2 separate regions of the Arabidopsis thaliana genome follow, and region 2 is linked to region 1. A link is a contact called in public capture Hi-C data. All regions are on one chromosome and are shown on one strand. Each heading gives the region's core, a stretch centred on a gene start, on an enhancer-like site or on the middle of the called end of the contact. The rest is flanking DNA. Distances are from core to core; before and after follow the strand shown. Region 1 holds the start of AT5G28500 (rubisco accumulation factor-like protein). Region 2 holds the start of WRKY74 (WRKY DNA-binding protein 74).

The links. Capture Hi-C pulls out chosen DNA fragments and counts their contacts.
Region 2: a capture Hi-C map of root shows a contact between it and region 1, with 3 times the contacts expected there. The contact joins the promoter of WRKY74 here to the promoter of AT5G28500 in region 1. A contact is called at or near these places in 1 of 26 Hi-C or Micro-C datasets (root) and 1 of 3 other capture datasets (root).

Annotation. Positions count from the first base shown.
Region 1 is chr5:10,473,836-10,480,062 of TAIR10.1, forward strand. AT5G28500 (rubisco accumulation factor-like protein) reads left to right here and starts at 3,721. Exons shown (of 1, transcript NM_122733.3): 1 at 3,721-5,549. The coding sequence starts at 3,975. The coding sequence ends at 5,279.
Region 2 is chr5:10,676,682-10,682,908 of TAIR10.1, forward strand. WRKY74 (WRKY DNA-binding protein 74) reads right to left here and starts at 2,523. Exons shown (of 3, transcript NM_122748.3): 1 at 1,546-2,523; 2 at 1,345-1,470; 3 at 918-1,256. The coding sequence starts at 2,264. The coding sequence ends at 1,109. It overlaps WVD2 (TPX2 (targeting protein for Xklp2) protein family), which reads left to right. Exons shown (of 7, transcript NM_147942.4): 7 at 40-553. It also overlaps the pseudogene AT5G28655.

The sequences.
Region 1 (6,227 bases), core at 2,471-4,970:
AAATTTGTATTTAAAATATTTTGTAAATTTTATTATAACCATTTTTAAACCCTTGTAAATCTTTTAAAAACTCTTAAAATGTCCTTGTAAAGTTTTTTAAAATCTTTTAAAACCTTTGTTAAGTTGCTTAAAATACTTGTAAATCATGTTAAAACATCTTTAAATTCTTATTAAGTCTATAAATACACATGTAATACTTTAAAAACCTTTGGAAATATTTTAAAGGGTAAATTGCAAGAATAACGCTTTTGGAAGATGAAATAAAGAATATAGCACCATAAAATGCACAATGTAATGAGTAACACTTGAGTGTATTAAAAAAACAACAAACTCCTTGCAACTTGTCAGTGAAGAGATGGTAGGCGCGTTGGGATGTTAATATGGGCTTATAACTTAGGGTCGGCCCGAGTCCGTTAAAAAAAATGTAAGCCCTAACCCTGATAAAATTAAATAAAAGATTTCGGGCTAAGATAGGGCTATACTCAAATTGTTATGGGCTAAAATAGGGTTGGCCTAAGGCGCGTGGAGCAACAAAAGAAATGATCAAAATATATCCACCCTTTTTAATCTTGTTTACTATGTTAGTTTAACAATATTATTTGGTTAAAGTTAATAATATTATTAAAAAAAACAGATTTTTTTTTTGTTTATTTAACATGATTTGGATTTTAAAAATCAGAAACGAATTTTTCAGAGATGAATAGTGGTACCAAGTTCTATACATATCATCATAGAAAAATAGAATAGTATATATTTGTTCAAACCAAAACGTTTGTTCGGATGAATCCAAATAATCAATTAAATACTTTTTGATGGAAGGATACTAAACCCTAAGGGTATAATATATAGGGAACCCAAAGGTTTTAATCTAAAACAATGACCAAATCACTTAATATCCATAATCAAATCAAACAATTAGTATATTCACAAAATAGAATTGTACAATAGAATACCATCTCTAACAAATCTCCCAAACCCAAAATGACTAATAGGAAATCTCCGATGGAGTTTTGTTAATCATATTTATCACGAGAAATTTTCCAACTAATTAATCCATTTTTTTATGATTCACTTTTGTAAACTAATTTCTTCATTGGCATCAAATTTGATAACTTCTAAATTTCCAATGGAGTTTTTAATTGCTTATAATTAGAGAAAATTAAACCCTAAGTTAGTGTATAAGGAACCCAAGCAACAAATTTTATAGATTTTATGATGAATTTTTGGTTTTAATTTGTGAAATAAATGAAATTATCATTAATGATGAGATTCTAGTGAAAATGTTTGTACATTATGAAATAACATGGAGAAATGCAGAGGAAGATTGAAGACAATATGTTGGCTAGAACATTCTAATTATAGAGGAGACATATGAGAGCTCCTATAGAAGTTGTAAGAGAGAGAGAAAATGGAGGAGGTGGAGAGAGAGGAAGAAAAAAAAACTCGTGAATTTGTGTAATATGGATTAAAGACACAATTACCTCCAAAACATCGTATAAGAGTTCCATATGATATATTGTGTGTAATATGTATTCCTATAAGATGCTTTGGGGGTAATTCTGTTTTAATACATATTACACACAATATATCATATGGATTTGTTTCTTTGGTTAGTTTATTAAATATAGTTTTTTGTTGGTTATATTTCCAAGTTTCCTTATTTTAAAATCGTTGTAAATCTTTTAATACTATTGTAAACAATTTTTAAAGGATTTACAAGAATTTTAAAATCTTTAGAAATTCTTTTAAAATTCTTTTAAAACTCTTATAAAGTCCTTTAAAAAATTTGTAAATTATTTTTCAACTCCTAAAAAATTGTAAATATTTGAAAACATTTTTAAGTCTTTTTAAATCATTTTAAAACTCCTTTGAGACCTCCTTATAAAAGGTGTAAAAAAGATCTACAATAGTTCTTAAAGGATTTTAAAAGAGATTACAAAGGTTTTAAATCTATATCCCGCAAAAAACAAATGTTTTTAGGAGAAATTATTTTTCGAAAAAAGAATTTGGTGGGAATTATTTTTTGACTGGAAAATTATCGTGGAAATATTTTTGGCGGGAAAAATCACTATTTCATTTTGTAACCTAAAATATTTTCAAATAATGGTAAAATGGTCATTAAATTAAAAGAGGGTACAAATAAAAACAAACTATATAAAAGGGTATATTTAAAAATGGGTAGCTAAGGTCATCTTTAATAATTTCTCAATAATAAAAACAAAATTAAAATATAAAAAATTACATTCAAATTTCAAACTAATAATACTTCTAAACCGAACTTTTCTCTCTCTTCTCTCTCTAGAATTTTTTAGAGAGAGAAAGCTCTTCATTTTGTTTTTTGACAAAGTTATTGTCGGATTTTGTTTTCCGGCTAAGTCTGGCTTTGTATTTTCACCTACGTGTGAGTCTATACCCTCTATGGCTATTTTCTCTAGTTTGTTTAGTTTTGTCTTCTGCAATTGCAGATCTTAAATTTCTTCTATCGAAGGGGAAGTAGAAGCCGAGAGTTTATTCAGATTTTCTGGAAGCATCAGCTGCTCGATTCTAGTCAAAATGGGAATGAATCCTTCATACCCCCTACTGGGACCGTAATCGGCTAAGGATGAAGGTATCTCTTTATGATCGTGAATTGTGTTGAGTGGGATTCGGTGGTTCTGGCGCCGGTTCTGGCGCTTCATTAATCTAATGCTTTAGATCTGACCTCTCGCCATATCGCGGGTTATGGCGCTACATTAATCTGATAGTTCAGATTTCTGTTTGTTTACTCTCAGATGGTTGAACAAAAGGTGATGAAATGGTGATAGGAAATAGTAACTGAATTCTAGCAAAATCTTTGGGCAAAAAAAAACTGATCCGCTTGGCGTACAACGGTGGATTTGGTCGGCATTCCTGATCGGTGGAGATGGCGGAGCTGATGAATGAGTCGGTTGCGTTTTTTCTGCCCTCCGTCATGTGTGCCTCCACGTGTACACACATGTTCATTTTTGACCCAACTTGCTCTTACTTTGTAATCAATATATGGGTTAATTGGGCATTAATATTGTGTATGTGGGCTTATTTTCACCATGTAATCCTTTAAGGATTTAATGAAATTGACGAGAAAATAAAATAAAATAATACTTCTAAACCAATTAAAATCCTATGTGAAATCCAATCTTTATAATTAAAATCCAATTAAAATTTTATAACAATGTGGGTATTTTAACCGAACTGAACCGAACCGAACCGACCAAACTAAACTTAAACCTACCCAAACTAAACCTAAGCTTAGATTCAAACCATTTGGTTATGTTTCATCTCAACCAAAATGGTTCGGTTCGGTTCGGTTTTAAACTGAACCGAACCGACAACCCAATGTGTTTATTTAATTAATTAATTAATAATATTGTACATTACTAAATATTTAATTATTTGCACTTTTAATTTCTTTTCATGGTTTATTTGAATTAGTAAACTTAAATTTACAGCTTGAACTTGTTGATTGAGTTAACTATTTTAAACGACAATGAACGAATTTTTTTTGTTTCGTTACATTGATAAGTCTTTTAAAATCGAATTAAAAGCAAATCGAACTAAACCCCAATCGAACCATAGATTAATTCAAACACAAACCAAACCATATTAACTTCGGTTGAGTTTGATTAGAGTTTTACCAAACCCAAATAAACCAAACCAATCCGAATTCAAACCAAACCCGAAGTGAAACTAGAACGCCAGTAAACAATATTCAAATAGTATAAATTAATACAAAAAATAAACATGACACAAAAAAATTACAACATAATTGTTATGTTTGGTTTCCAAATAAATAAAAGTAGGTGGCGGGAAAAGAAGAATATCAGAATATGCGTTAAACCAAACCGGTTTAAATCCGGTTCAAAATCTTTAATTTTCCCAAGTCTCTTATCTCTTATCGACGAAGATGATAAGGTAACAACAACCACCATCATCGTCTCCACTCTCTCATCACCACCATGCTTTCTCTAACTGCAACAACTCTCAGTTCCTCCATTTTCACACAATCCAAAACCCATGGATTCTTCAATACCCGACCCGTTTACCGAAAACCCTTCACCACCATCACCTCCGCTTTAATCCCCGCTTCAAACCGTCAAGCTCCACCAAAACAACAACTCTATCAACCATTCCGTCCACCACCATCACCAATCCCTCCAAAGTTCCGATCACTCGACACCGCCGGAAAAATCGAAGTCCTCGCTGATCGTCTCGGTCTCTGGTTCGAATACGCTCCACTCATTTCCTCCTTATACACTGAAGGATTCACTCCTCCATCAATCGAAGAACTCACCGGAATCTCCGGTGTCGAACAGAACAGTCTCATCGTCGGCGCGCAAGTTCGAGACTCTTTAGTTCAATCCGGTGCCAAACCGGAGCTTATAGCTGCGTTTGACACAAATGGAGCCGAGCTTCTCTACGAGATTCGTCTTTTAAACACAACTCAACGTGTAGCTGCTGCTGAATACATTGTTGATCACGGTTTCGATACGAAAGGAGCTGGAGATCTTGCGAGAGCGATTAAAGATTTTCCGCATCGTCGTGGCGACGTTGGTTTGGGAGACTTTGATTATAACTTACCTGGAGATTGTTTGTCTTTTATGCTTTATAGGAAAAGTAGAGAGCATCGGAGTCCGTCGGAGATTCGAACTACATTACTCGAACAAGCTCTTGAAACCGCGGTAACAGAGAAGGCGAAAAAGGCGGTGTTGAGGGAGTTACATGGAGAGAGTGAAGAAGAGAGAGTTAAAGAAGAGGAGATAAAAATCATTCGTGTTCCTGTAGTGAGATTAAGGTTTGGAGAAGTAGCGGGAGCGAGTTCGGTTGTTGTTTTACCGGTTTGTAAAGCAGAAGAAGGAGAAGAGAAGCTTCTTGAAGCACCAATGGAGTTTGAAAGTGGAGGAGAGTTTGGTGTAGTGGAAGCTGAGAAAGATTGGAGTAGATGGGTGGTTTTACCGGGTTGGGATCCCGTGGTTGCGGTTAGGAAAGGAGTGGCGGTTTCGTTTAGCGATGATAGGGAAGTTTTGCCGTGGAACGGGAAAGGAGAGGCGATAATGGTTGTGATCGATAGGGAAAAGAAGACGGTGGAAGCTGATAATGGATACTACTACCTTGTTGTGGCTGATGGTGGGATGAAGTTGGATAGAGGATTGGTGTTGAAGGAGAAAGGAGTGAATGAGAGCTTAGGAATGGTTGTTTTGGTCGTTAGGCCGCCGAGAGATGATGATGATGAGTGGCAGATAAATGATGAAGATTGGGATTAGAATTCAATTAGAAGAATAGTTAAACAAATACTTATATGCTTTTGGTTTTGGCAAATATGTAATTTTTTTGTTTGATTGCTTTTTATCTCATAAATGTTTCTTTCATTGTTGTGTTTAGTGTCTAGCTACATCAAGATTCTCACCGTAGTTTTTAGTTGAACTATGTTTTGTGTAGTTAAAGAACATTGTATAAGGACTAGGGGATGATGATGAGATTGCAGCTTATAAAAGCCTATTCGGTAACAATGCAATAAACAAAATATTGTACATATGGTCTGATCTAACTTTTTTTTTATTATGTTTAGAGGTTAGTCAGTATTTTCTTTAACTATCATTTTTGAAATACTCTTTTTGTAAAGGGTGATTTAGCTGAATAACCATATTTGATAAACAAATTAAGAATATAGCACCATATGTATAAAAATTAAGAAAATAGCATGTAAGGATAAGGAAAAGATAATTTTAGTGTTGAATTGGAGGTGAGATAATTTAGTAACACTTAGTTTAGTTTTTCACCTATTTGTTTTTTTTTTGCTATATATCTTTTCCAAAAAATAGATTCTAATTATAAAATTTATTAGAAAAAACCCTATGTTTTTTTCTACATACAAAATAGTTTGAATTTTTAAAATCGGATTTAAATTTATAAAATAGTAAATAGTGTTTGTAAGTAAAAACATGTATTATTTTGGATAGAAATAAAATGTTATACTATACTATTTTGGATGTTTAGAAAAACTATACCCTAAGATACAACCTTGGCAACCCAAGCAACCAGATAACATAAGTGGTATCTGAAAAATCTACTTTGTCCTTCTCGTTTGTTTGTTATGTGATACAAAAAAAAAAAAAAGATTGAGAGAAGAAAGAAAAAGAGACGAGAGAGTGAGGAGAGAATGAGGGACTTAGAATGAGGTGGAGAAAAATGGGTAAATATGTCATTGTTTT
Region 2 (6,227 bases), core at 1,273-3,772, 200 kb after region 1:
CTCTATTCATGTGAGTTTCTTGATCAAATCTTCTCCAAGCTTCAACTTTGAACTGTGGTGATCGAGGCGTATGTCGATCGTGAGAGACTTCAACATTCAATCAATAACGAGCCAAGATTCAGCAAGGAAGCAAAAGACTTCTTTCAATGGAGGAAATCATGTGAAGAAGAGATTGATTCAGTCAACAAGAACAAGACATGGTTCATTGTTGACAAAACAAGTGAAATAAAAGCGATTGGTCTTAAGTGGAGATTCATCACTTTAAATGGATGGGAGATTCATCACTTTGATGGGAAGACATCTTTCTTACATTGAGAGCTGAAGGAAGACGTGTGTATTGATCAATATGAAATCTTTGAAGAACATCAAGGAGAAGATGGAATCAAGATTGAGCAAGAGGCGGATATCTTGACTAAGGCATTGACACAGATCAAGTTCAAGACAATGAGAAGTTTGTTTGGAGTTCAAGACCTCTCTAAAGTTAACTTGAAGCTTATGGGGGAGAATGTTGGGTAAACTTCAAAGTTAACTTAAGGCCCAAGTAGTCTTTAATGAGGAGGTTAAAGACTAAGAAAGGCCTAGAAGTTTCTATTAGGTTTAGGAGTTATCTAAGTCCTAATTGTAATACGATTAGCAAAGTTGTGCCTCCTATATACACCTCTTAGGTTGAGAGAGAGTTTTCTAATCATCAATAAAAGAGAGTTATTCTTTTAAAGCTTGTTCTTGTGTTCTTAAGAAACTTTAGTCTTTGCCATCGAAACTTGGTGCTTTTCCTCGTAGATGGTTACATTTCATTTATGGGGTTATGTTATTCTTTAGTTTCAAGATTAACTTCAGCTACAGTACCATTAAACTTAATTCTTAAAGAGTTTGTTATTATTTTGCATGGTTACCTTCTGATGGGCTTTGAGTACTAAAATCAATTGGGGAAAGGAACCAAATTATATGAGTCACCAGTTTAACTCAACAAAGCCAAACCAAAACAACTTCTAGATTATGCATATCTAACTTAAACCTATATATAGATAAAGCTGAAGCCAAATTGTTATGCACAAAAATTCGAGTTTGCAAAGTAGAATATACAATTGAAGACCGTTACTACAATCAATCAAGTATGAGCTGATTGAGAAGAGAGTATTCTTGAATGGTTATGCTCGCCTTCATAAGTCACAATAAGCATCGAAGTTTCTTCTACACATCGCTCAACATGCTTCCTCGCTGGACAACCGCGCACACTGCTACATTTATAGTATCCCCTGCAAACAACAAAAACAAGAAACAAATTATAAACCAAAACATATAAACAAAGTCCAATGTTTTTCTCTTCTTGTAATGTTATTTTACCTAGGATGAGGAGAACCCTTAATCGGCTTTTGTCCGTATTTCCTCCATGAATATTCATCGGGAGGTATGTCCGCAATCTTGTTACTGATTGCCGGTACTTTAATCGATCGTTTCACCCTTAATTTCCTGTAAACAAACACCAAAACATTGAAATAAACAAACTCTTAGAACACTTTTTTCTCAAGGAAGAACAAAACCAACCTTTTCTTGGAACAATGGCATTTGCTTTTACTTCCACATTTTAAACTACCAGAGCAACTAGTCCTCCTAGAATGTTGCGATATATGATCGGAACCTTGAGGTAATCCAATCAAATGAAAAGAGTTTCTATCGTAATCCGTCACACTACCATCCATACTAAGAGATGAAACAAACGATCTTGACCCATTTGATATACTTGGTGAATAACAACTAGCACCAATAGACCCATCAAACTTTAGATTCAAACCACTTTTGCTCCTTGAGTACACTCCTTGCTGATGGGTATGAATAAACTGATAAGGTTTTGGATCAACAGCTCGTGAAGAGGGTGGCTTCAGCTCGAGAAACGACTTATCAAGACACATATTCTGGTTAAACAACATCAATGGAGGAGGACCAGCTGGTACAATCTGAAGAGGCTTTGGTGCTAGAATTGGAATACAACCACTTATAGCATTATTACTGCAAACAGGACTCTCCAAAAACATGTGTTGTGGCAACAAAGAAGAGCTAAACTTGTAGTTGTTGTTGTTGAGTTTCTTTATCTTCCTTTGACCTAACCCTCTAGACAAAAGAGAGGAGACTCTCTTGAACTTGCAAACAGCTTCTCTTGTTTCAACCATTATTGATTTGGAATCATTGGTTTGTTGTGATAAGAGATTCAATACTCCATGACAACTTTCCACTGCTGCTTTGTTTGCAGCTTCAACTTCTTCCATTTTCTTCTTCACAAAGGATACTTTTAAAAAACGAAAAACCTCAAAACTCAAACGCTAAAAAAAACTATTTCAAAAGAAAAGAATAATCATCATGAGCTAGCTCAAACATGGAAACCATAAAAATCAAAATAATAGCTCAAGAACAAGGGTTAAAAGCAGAAAATTGTTCTCTCACTGTAAGAAGAAGAAACAAATATTCTTCTCTCAGTATAAAGCAAAGCTTCGAGATTGGTGAGAGAAGGGAGAGTGGAGATGGTCGTCACTCATCACAGTCACAGAGGAAAGGAGAGAAAAACAGAGTTCTCTGTAAAAGATTTTCGTGGTGGGTTCCATTACTGGACCTACTTTGCATCTACTTTTTCTTTTCTTTTTTCTTTGGAAATAATAATATTTTTGGTGACAACCAAATAATGTTCTGCATAAATATTAGTTTTGTGATAATGTGTCTTAATTATTTCTTATTTATGTATACTAGCTAACTCTTTATATATTAACTAGATTTTGATTCGCAGTATACCGCATGATTATTTTATTTTTTAAGAATAAAAATTTAATTTGTTTTTTTGATTAAAAATATATATGATTTAATGTTTTATATTTTCTAAATGTATTTTCTGAATGTATAACTCTTATATCTATATATTATTAAATATATAATTATTATATTTGATTTTTACTATTAAAAATGTAGAAACAATAACATACCATTCATTAAATTAAAATTTAGATTATAACTAAATAATTTAAATTTAAATTATATTTATTTTACTAATATTATTTGTTTTGTTTAATATTTAAGATAATATAATTGTATTTTGATTGTTTTATTTAGGATTTCACCCGTGGTATACCGTTTCGTATTACTATCGATCCAAACCCGTCCTACCATCTAATCTCGTACGACCCAAATTCAGTTTGATAAAATTAAACATTATTTTTTCTTTTTTGTTCAAATAATATTTTTATTAAAAGATTTATAATTCAAATTAATTTAAAAGTTTTCTTTTGAAATGATTATTTGATTTTATAGATTTCATATATTATAAACGTTTTTTCGTTAAATATTCTAAACATTTTATAAACTTTAAATAAATACAATATTTATTTTTAATGAAATATAATATTAATAAAGTCATAAGATTTCTCCTTTATAAAAGTAATTAGAAAGGAAATATTTTAAGAAAAATAGATTTTTATCTTTATGTGTTATTAACGAAAATAACATTAGTTAATAGGATATTCTTAATTCATTTAAATAATTATCTAAATGATATTTTTAACTCATTTAAATAATTATCTATCTTTATTAAAATATCTAGAGATAATGTCATTAGTTTGATATAGACATATCTCAAACAAATAATTAAGCAACTAATCTTTCCAAAATAAATATACAACAGCCGTATATTATAAACCTAAGAATTCTATATCAACAAAGACAATAATAGGTTAGCTTAAAAAAAATGAAATAATAGGTAAGCTTTTTAGAACTAAAGATCATCTTTAATAAGCCCACTTCTTAAACAATAAGTCTAAGATAATGAAATAAGTTTTTTTTTTCTTTTTTTTTGAAATCAATGAAATAAGTTTTAACAGAAACAAATAAAATGTATTAATCAAAATATTTTTAATGAATGACAATTTCAATGATGTATTATGTTGAGAACAACTGAAAAAGTTGATGTGTCATGCTAGAAAAAAATGGGTCTTATTTTAGATGTATTAATTTCATAGTACAAAATTTTTCAAAGGATAAAATAATATGGTTAAACTAATGCTTGACCTTAAATGATAATATATATGAAATAGAAAGATATTTTACACCCTTTAATCTCTATTGGTAACACATTAAAGACATTCTCATTTTAATCACCAATGAAGACATACTATTAAATGATAATATATGTGATAATGTTAAGTAGTACTTTTTCAACTAATATTAATACCGCATCATATCAACTAAAATTTGTTTAGTTTTCTCGATAATTAGCAGTAATTTACTTGAGATGTAGAAACTGTTTCACCGTCACCTCTCTATTCTTCAGAATCTCGAGTATGCAACTTGGAGAAATGACAGTTAAGATCTGGACACATGTCAAGGTGTGTCCGTTTTTACTCGTAATTCGTGTAGCAAGATTGTTGACTGAATATGCAATATTGTCTATTTTTTGTCTTATCATGAAAATGGAAACTTTCATACATAAATAACATAAATGATTAATAAAATTTAAAAGCTAGTTGCTCTTAAATCAAAAGTAGACAATTACTTATGTTCTCTTTAATGAATTAAAAATTAAGAAAAATTGATGTAGCACTGCTAGGGGTGTCAAAATGGGTCAAAATTCATGGGTCAACTCAACTCAACTCAACCCATGAACTCTAATGAGTTATTTTTTTTTGACTCAAATGAGTTGATGGGTCAAATGAGTTATTGGGTCAATTGGTTTGATGAGTCAAATGAGTTGGGTTGTAATGGTTAATGGTTTCAATGGTTTACCCAATTAACCTATCAAGTTTTGTAAAATTGAATTAAACCAACTAAAATCTCTAAACCAATGTCAATTTAAGCTTAACCAACACATCTAAACCAATTTAATAAAATCAATATTTTTCCAAAATTTTTAAATGTACAAGCGATGAAATTGAGAAAAAGTAAACTCGTAATTTTCCACCAAAAAACATAAACCCGTGATTTTCCCGCCAAAAACGTAAACCGGTGATTTTCCCGCCAAAAACGTAAACCCGTAATTTTCTCGCCAAAAACCAAAACCTGTGGTTTTCTCGCCAAAAACGTAAATCCGTGATTTTCCCGTCAAAAACGTAAACCGTAATTTTCCCACCAAAAACGTAAACCCGTGATTTTCCCGCCAAAAACGTAAACCCGTAATTTTTCCGCCAAAAAACGTAAACTCGTGATTTTCCCGCCAAAAACGTAAACTTGTGATTTTCCCGCCAAAAACGTAAACCTGTGATTTTCCCGCTAAAAACGTAAACCTGTAATTTTATCGCCGAAAACGTAAATCCGTAAAAAGTGGAATTCGTAAATATTTTAAGTTTGATGATAATGGATTAATAATTATTAATAATGATAATTATTTATTATTGTTTTGTAATAATAATTAATTAAATTATTACTTAAATGAGTTAACCCATTTAACAACTCAACCAATCAAATTAAATGAGTTATGGGTTGACCCAACCCATTTAACAAAATGAGTTGGGTCAACCCATAACTCATTTAACCCTAAACTCATTTGATTATGAGTTGAGTTGAGTTGGGTTACCCATTTTGACACCCCTAAGCACTGCATAAGTATTTTCTTGCGTTTATAATATATTTTCTAAATAATTTTTTTTTAACAATATTATAATCGATATAAATATATTAGTTAAAATAAATTAGCAATAATAAATTATTTCTATATTAGCTTTTTATTCTAGTTTGATATAGATTCCAAAAAGAGACGTACGATTCAACTGTAAATAAAATGCAGTGCGATTCAAATAGTAATGAACATATATACATGCATATATATATATATATATATAGTGATTTTTGTTATTATTGAAATAGCACTATACTGTGCGGTTTTATCACCATTCAAAACATTCTCATTTTTATCTTTAAATGTTTCTTACAAATTTAAGAACAATTTTTGGATTCACCCTTAGGAGTGAATATCTCCTATTCACCCATTTTGGTTAACCAATCAAAATACAGCAATATGTCATATCATACTACATTTAAAAATAAATCAAAACAAAAAACAATTTAAATTAAAAAATAAAATTTCTACAAATTCATACCGACTTATAATTATATTTAATTATAAAATCTAAATCTTATCCCCTCTTTTATAAACCCAAAACCGACATATAATTTTGTTTAATTGTAAAATCTAAACCCTAAACCTATTTTTTATAAACCCAAATCGACATATAATTTTGTTAAATTGTAAAATA